Regions from separate parts of the Mus musculus genome. Here region 1 is linked to region 2. A link is a contact called in public HiCAR-type data. All regions are on one chromosome and are shown on one strand. The core of a region is the stretch at or near the end of the contact, and the rest is flanking DNA. Distances in the headings are between cores, read along the strand shown.

What was found. HiCAR-type assays count read pairs that join an accessible place to other places.
Region 1: a HiCAR-type map of astrocytes shows a contact between it and region 2, with 2.8 times the contacts expected there. The contact joins the promoter of Pcmtd2 here to the promoter of Lime1 in region 2. A contact is called at or near these places in 1 of 39 promoter capture datasets (pre-B cells), 2 of 484 Hi-C or Micro-C datasets (CD8 T cells and neural progenitor cells), 1 of 115 datasets of contacts at active chromatin or transcription factors (astrocytes) and 1 of 9 other capture datasets (liver).

The regions. Positions count from the first base shown.
Region 1 is chr2:181,835,945-181,839,960 of GRCm38.p6, reverse strand. Pcmtd2 (protein-L-isoaspartate (D-aspartate) O-methyltransferase domain containing 2) reads right to left here and starts at 2,107. Exons shown (of 7, transcript NM_153594.3): 1 at 1,977-2,107.
Region 2 is chr2:181,379,068-181,382,879 of GRCm38.p6, reverse strand. It overlaps Lime1 (Lck interacting transmembrane adaptor 1), which reads right to left and starts at 1,645. Exons shown (of 5, transcript NM_023684.2): 1 at 566-1,645; 2 at 336-393; 3 at 177-264; 4 at 1-81. The coding sequence starts at 663. It overlaps Zgpat (zinc finger, CCCH-type with G patch domain), which reads right to left. Exons shown (of 6, transcript NM_001048148.1): 4 at 3,191-3,310; 5 at 2,701-3,106; 6 at 2,087-2,505. The coding sequence ends at 2,367. It also overlaps a transcript of Zbtb46 not described here.

The sequences.
Region 1 (4,016 bases), core at 858-3,357, 460 kb before region 2:
GGTATAAAAATGCCTTGGTAGAAACAAGAAACCAGAAGTTCAGCCATGGCAATCTCAAACATGGAGAGAAAAGAAAGTTCAATTGGTAACTCCAACCGACAGCCTCAACTTCTCCAGTTGATTTCTACTAGATGACTGTAAGTGCCCAACTTGATGATGTTATCTATCTACTATCTATCTATCTATTTTTCTTAACTTGGAAGCTTCACTTGGGTTCTCTATCAGGAATTTCAAATGGCTGCTTCAAATGGAATTTTCGCAGATGATTTCTGCTGTTACCTTTTGTTTGGTCTCTCAACTGTGCTATCCCAGTCATCCCTACTAAAGTGAATACTCAACTTGATGTTTTCTATCAACTACTTCTGTTACTAACTAGTTCTTTTACTTTTGCTTGCTATATATACTTAATAAATTCACTCATTTAAAACAGAAAGTGTGACTATTGTAGATCATTCTCTAGACTACACAGAACACCAAGGTAGCCCTATCAATTGCTTTTGGTGGAGAGTGGGTGAATAATGATAGAGTGTGGTACTTAGTATTAGCTTTGTCTGACAATCTAATATTGCCTTGCATAGAAGCATCACTACTTGCTGCTGAGATAGATGTGATCAGTCACCATGTCAAAAGAAAGAAAGAAAGCCCTAAAACATACTTGAAAATACTCTCTCCAAACCAAACAGTATCACTGCACAAGAATGCAGTGCAGTAGATTCCAACTGAAAGCAAAGAACTATTTTTTAGGAGATTGTCCTTCCTTTACTACCCTACGATACACACTTTGCTACTTGCTGTAATGCTTATTACAGTTCCCATTCAGAACTGATTAGCACAGGCCAACAGAAGAAAAGGGCATAGGAAAAAAACTGAGCAGCACAGGACCCCAAGTGGACAACAACAACACAAGTGAAGCTGGACTAAAGAACCCTGTTTCATATCTATACTGCGTTTGAAAAAACTGCGACAGCTGGCCCACAGTCAAGTGGATGTCACTTTCTTAGGGGATACCTTGCTAGGAACATGTATTCTAAACCATCATCCTGCCAGCAGAACGAGGAAAATAGCCAAGGCTTCTTGTCTTGAAAACCAGAACTCTTGGAGGGTGTGCCTCAAATGCATATCACTTGTGGTCTGCATCTGAATGAAAGCTGACCAGTAGTATGTACTGACTAGGGACAATTCCTACTGTTTCGTGCGTGGAAAAGCTTTGGGACTAACCGAAATTAAAAAAAAAAAGAAAAGAAAAGAAAAAAAGAAAAATGAGTCCCTTCTCCCAAGTCTCCCAGCAAGGTCTCAGAGGAGGATGGAGAAAAGCCAGGGCAAAAGGAGAGACCAAATGCCACCACCTCAAGAGGGCCCACTTCAATTCCCTTTATATATAATCAGTGCTGAGCCTCTTAAATACCTCGTTCTAGAGACAACCTACCAGACGTAATGGAGCCCACTTTAGCAATGTCTTCAATAAGAACAGAGAACAACAGTGCAGGGCCCAAGAGAGCAGAGGGCAGATACTCAAGATGACGGAGTTGATGGCAGAGGCACAGGCCTAATAAAGAAACAAAGGGTCCAGGCCCCAGGGGTTCTCTCCAGCTACTTTAGATCTTTCCCCAAAGGGGTCTTTTTTTTCTCCTCTGTAGGATACTCTGCCTTCTTCCCAATATCCACCCTAGGTATAATTTGTTTCAATCATGGTCAATGCCCGACTTGCCCTTGAGCTAATTGCAAACATTTCCTACTTAATTAGAAATAGGTTGTAGAACTAGAGCAATCAGATCCCAGAATTAGCAACAGGCGGGGGGTGGGGGGGCACGCTGGAGGGGAGGGAGGTGCTGGGCAGGGAGATGGGGGGGCGGGGGTGACAGGCGCTGGGGTTCGAAACTCTCGGAGATGGTAAGATACACGGACGCTGGGGAACGGGTAACCAGAGCTGGAGAAGGGATATGGAGGGAAGGGCCGAGGGGCAGAGACGGCTCTACCTCGGCGCTCAGCAGCCCCCGTATTGAGTCTCGGAGAGCAGTTCTTCAGACGCTTCTGTCGCTTCGGACGGACCTCAGCCGCTGTAAACATCCGCTGCTACCTCTGCGCGTGCGCGGGCTCTACCTGAACTGAGCATGTGCGGTTGGAGGACACTCTTAAAGGGGCAACGGCACAGCCCACGAGCCTGCCACTTTCCACCCACTGGTTTGAGTTAAGTGTGTCCCTGCCTGATTGGTCAGTCACTAGGTGGTCTCCGAGCATATCCCGGCCTAATGATATGAGAAGATGCTGGCGTGTCGACGGGAGAAGGGCATTTTGCCTGCTTATGTCCACTCAAGGACAAAGCCCCCACAGTAGAAAAGGCAGGAGTTAAGAAACAAGAGTGATAGATTGGGTCCACTCTCCTGCAGGAGTTACAACACAAATGACTGCCGGCCCTGACCCTGCCAGGCTACCTGGTCCAGGGGATGGCCATCTGCACACTTGAACCTTGAACCAGCAGTTCTGGCCACTTCTAAGAAACCTACAAAATAGACCAAAGTCTAAGTGATCTTTAGGGCTACCTTTCAAGATTGTTCTGAGTTTTTGTTCTATTTCATTGGGATTGCACATCTCCTCTATACTGCTTGGAGGGTACATGTTGAAGGAAGTAGTGTCAAGAAGGAAGGAGTCTGGACGCCTGAGTCAATAGCTGTAAGAAAGTCACTCAACCTGCAGTTGATTGTGGTACGAATGAGGAGAAAATGATTCTACTATTTTTTAAAGTTTGCGTGGGAAGGCTAAAGACCCGAACTAGATAACACAATATTGATCAAAAACAAAACAAAACAAAAGTATAGGCCTAACAACATCTGATTTCATGACTTACTATTAAAATTACAGTAATCAAGAGTCATATGGGGGAAATAAATTGATGCTATCAAATACAAAACTTAGGTTAGAGCTATACAAATATAGTAAACTCACCTTTGATAAGAGAACAAATACAATTCAATGGAGGAGTGCTGGTCTTTTCAACAAAAGATGCTGGAATAATTAGACATCCACGTGTAAAAATAATAGAGACATAGCTCTTCCAAATTTGATTTCCAGTACCCAAGACACTTGGCCTTTGCAGGCACTCAGGCATGTGCACACACACACACACACACACACACACACACACACACTTAAAGGTAAAATATATCTTTTTAACACTGGCATCATTTCTCTGTAAAATATACTGTCAGAAGAATAAAAAGGTAAGACATAGACTGAAAAACAATATTCCCAAAACACATATCTGATAAAGGATTTCTAAAAATCCTTAAAACTCAACAATAAGAAAATAAACAGCACAAATAGAAACGGGAAAAAGCTATGAACATATGACTCAGCAAAGGAAATATACAGATGGCAAATGAGCATATGAACATATCAACATAATTTGTCATTAGGTGATGCAGATTTATAAAACAATGAGATATCAATACACACCTATTAGAATAGCCAAAATTTATAAAATCTATAATTCACCAAATACTGGTGAGGATGTAGAGCAACAGCAGCACATCACTTTCATTGCTGGTGGGAATGAGCAATAATAAAGATACTCTGGAAAATAGTTTGTCAGTTTGCTACTGAACTAAGCAACGTCTTAGAAGATGTGACAGCAAACAAGTGTAATGCCAGCACTTAGTGGTGGAGGAAGAAGGACCAGGAGATTAAGGTCATACTTTGGCAGTGTAATAGGTTCAAGACTAGCCAGGGCTGTACAAAACTATTCCAACATACATAAAACTTTTTAAAAAATCACCATTTGAATTCCTAGATATTTACCACTATACACAAAACCAGCACATGTAGGTAGTATAACAGCTTCATTTGTAATCATCAAACATTAGAAGCAACAAAAAATATTAAATAGATGGGAGGTATAGCCACATAACTGTTTTAATCAGGGATTTTTTGAAAAGTGAGCTACTGAGCTATGAAAGGACATGTAGCAACCTTACACACTTAATTGCTTTTTTTAAATTTGGTGTGTCTGTGGTGTTTGC
Region 2 (3,812 bases), core at 396-2,895:
TGGGTACCTGAGACCTGGTGCTGCCCCTGGACATCTCTAGCCAGCGTGGATGCAGAAGATCCATGCTAGCAGGCCGTGGGGCTAGGGATGAAGTCAAGGCAGAAGTCACTGAGGGGCCAGCTCTAGTGGTGGGAGGCTGAAGCCAGCCCTACACTTATGGTTTCCCAGGAACTCACCTATGCTGGAGCGTGGGCCTCGGTGCAGCTCATGCAGTCTGGTGTCAGACTTGCTGAGGGAGCAGAGGTGGGTCTGTCTCAGCAGTGGCTAGGGAGCAAGGAAGGCTGGTTGATTCCCTGCTGTCTTCACCCTGGCCCCTGGGACAGTCTGGCACTCACCATTTCCACTGGTACCAAACTGTCCTGCAGCCCAGTTTGCTGCCTCTGAGCTCTCTTCCTGGGGGCAAGAGTGTTGTTAGTCTAGTAGGCAGAGGAAGGTGCACAGGTAGTCAGATGCTGGCCCAGGCTCAGTGTGGAAGCACATATAGAGCCGTCATATGGACTTCTCTATCGTGACTTCTGGCTCTGAACCATGCAGGGTGAGGGCAGACAGAATCCCAGGCACATACCTGTGGCAGGCTGTGCACAGTGCCCATAGCCAAAGGAGCAGGGAGAAGCAGCCCAGGACCCAGAGAGCTAGTGGGGCTGAAGGCACTGGTGGCCTCATCCTGTGAAACAGGGAAGAGAGCCCTGGGGACAGAAGAGATGAGCACTGGGGGCTGGCTGCGAGAGCAGTGTACAGCTGCAGCCTACTTGCAGATCTTGCCCACTAGTGGGTTCCTTCTCCCTGGTTGACTCAGCACACCGGAAACCCCCAAGCCTTGCATTTTTGCCGTGCTCTAGGGGGACCCACCTTTCCCTCTCTAGCTAGGGTTCCTGGTAAGAAGTGCTCTGCCTATCCCTGTTAGTTATCAGGAATGGAGATGGAGATAGAGGAGCATGGCCAGGGTAGCTATGACCTCAACTGAACAAGGGTGTATAACTGGAGCTCAAGCCCATCACCTGGGGAATCTCTGACTTCACTCTGACTCTGAGCCACAGACCACAGGTCTCACCTCCGGCCACCAATGCCCACAGAGTGACCCCTGTGTCAGGCAATCTTCCTAGACTACTCACTACAGAAAGGGTGGGTGGGGGAGGTGTGTGTCAATGAACAGGAGGAGCTGCTATGAGGGCCACGTACTCCCACCCTACTCCACACTTCCCGGGGCTCTGGGGCTTCCCTGGAGTTACCCTTTGCAGAGCTGATTAGGGTCTCACCCAGACGTTAAAGGTAAGTAAAATTGGGGTGAACAACAGCCTTCTGAGGTGAGGGCCTGTCTGTTCAGGCTTGGAGTGTAGGCTTCTTTCACTGAGTGGGCCCAAGCTGACTAACCTGGCTACAGCCAAGTTATCAATGGCCTAACCAGGCAGGGACTAACCCTCCCAGACCCCAGAGCATGGAGAGGCTTGGGGGCTGGCCCAGGATAAAGGGTGAGGGAGCACTTACCGAGGCCACCGGGGATTTGCTGCTTGGCCCTGTCTAGGACAGCCAGGAAGATCTTTGTGGGCTGCTGGTGACGCCTCACCTCACTTCCTGTGTTTCTCAGAGCACCTCCCAGCAGCCACACAGCTCTTGCGCAGTTGCTCCCACAGTCTCTGCTCTCCTCACACCTCATCATGGCTAATGCTATCACTAGGCAATTACCACAAAGACCAGCACAGTCCCCTCCACCCCAATGAGGCAGATACCCATTAATGAGGTGAACAAAGCAGGTGAACTGGATGGATTATCGTGGCAGCCAAAAACCAGAAATGAACCCCAAACCCACCCAAGCCAGGTCTGCCTGCTTTTCTCACTGACTGTATTCCTAAGGTGTTTCCATCTCACACACCCTACCTGCTTGTGAGTACTGGGACTGAAGAGCCACCTTAGGTTCTTACCCACTTGGTCAGAGAAGGGAAAAGGGAGAATGTTTTTCTCTTGGACTCTTGGACCCTAGACAGAGGCAGTGGCCTCATTTGGTACTCCCACTGCCCACCTGTCTACTCCCAGGACCTACACAGATCCCTGTGTCCCCAGAAATCCTGAAGCCAGCTGAGTCTCCACTGAGAGAATTGTGATGAAATCACTTTAATGTCCTAAGGAGACACCCCAAGACACTGGTAGGTGGGCTTGGTGGGCAGATAAGTGTTCAAAATCAGCCCTGATGTCCCACCTCTACTCAGCAGTGTTCACACTCTAGGCTGACAAGGCTAATTAAGGGGCATCCTAAGAAGGGGCTGGTTCCTCTTCCAGGTGCTGTTTAGGCATCAGGGTGACAGCTGTCTTTCTGCCAAGGCAGTTTGGAGCTGGGTCCCAGGGCTCTATCCACAATACAGGCAGGGCCGCTAGAACTCTGTCATCTTCCTGTGAGTGTCTGCCTTCCGCTGTTTCCTCTGTAGGTCAGCCTCCTGAGCACGCAGCTGACCCAGCTGCCGCTGGGCTCCCTCCAGCTTCTCCTGCAGATGGGCTGTCGTCATATTGTGCCTAGGGAGAGCCTGCTGGTCAGCATTGCCTCCTGGCTCCCCACTTCCAAGCCCTCAGCTGCTATAGCCAATGCCTGTCCTCTAATATCTAGACCACCTCAGACTCAGCTGCTACTCAGGTCAGGTAACCTTTAGCAGGTATCCTCTGGGCATAGCCACTGGAGCCCATACTGCCTCAGCTGGATCCCACACATACCGGCCAGTGTTCCGGGTTAGGGCCTCCTGGATGCCCCGGATGTCCCGTTGGGTCCGCTCAATCTTCTCCTCAGTCTGGAAGAGCTGCAGGCTCAAAGCCTGCTTGGCGCTCTTGCTGGCGTGATACATGTCTTTGTTCCTTCTCTCTGGGGTATCCACCCCAGCATCTGGGGTCCCAGGAACCTGGCTTTGCAGTTTTTCATTCAAAAAGTCAAACACATTCCGGGGGGGTGGGCGGCCCTCAGGTCTACTACCACTCCTCCGGCATTTTGGAGGCCTGTTGGACCCAGCCTGGCCTCGCTTTGTCTTCTTCTGCAGTATCTCTGCACACTGGTCCAGTGATTTCCCTCTAGGCAACACTACAGCATGGATGGGCTCCACCCGGCCTTCTGCATGCCGGCCCAAACCTGAGAAAGACAGAGGCTGTGCTACCTGCTAGACCTTGAGCTGTGTTAAGGACTCCCTCTCAACTCAGGGCAGCAGGCACTCACCCTTGCCAAACTCATAGCCCATCTTGACGAGGAGTTTGGAGCCAATGCCCCGTGTGTGTACCTCCCAGCCAGCAAAGGCAGAACTGCAGGTCCCAGTGTCCACCGTGCTTGGTTCCACCACTGCAGGAGACAGAGGATTCCAAGTTGTGGGCTCCAGCCAAGGTTACCCAAGAACTTAGTTCCTGTGTAGGGCCTGATCTCCTGGACTTGAGGTCCCCTCAAGTTCCCCAAGCATGCTGTGCACACTCCTGACAACTCTGTCTTTAGAGATGGCTGTATTGTAACCAATTTCCCTGCTTTAGCTTACTATCTGCCACCAATGACCAGAGCCCAGAAACCACCAATTCACATCACAGGTTCCCAGAAACATCTTCCTATCTTTATCCTAACCAACCCCTCAGGAAGACTATACGTTACCTACTAGTTCATTTCCTGAAACCTCTATCTCACCTGGATACATTTTCCGTTTGCCAAAATCTCTTCTGCCCTACCCACCAAGCATCCAAGCTCTAAATCTGGGAAGTCATCTGAAGAACCCACCCTTTCCTACATCTTACACTCAGTTACTTCCTGTGACTCCTTGGCAGATCTAGCAACAGCATTCTCGTCTCTCTACAGTGTG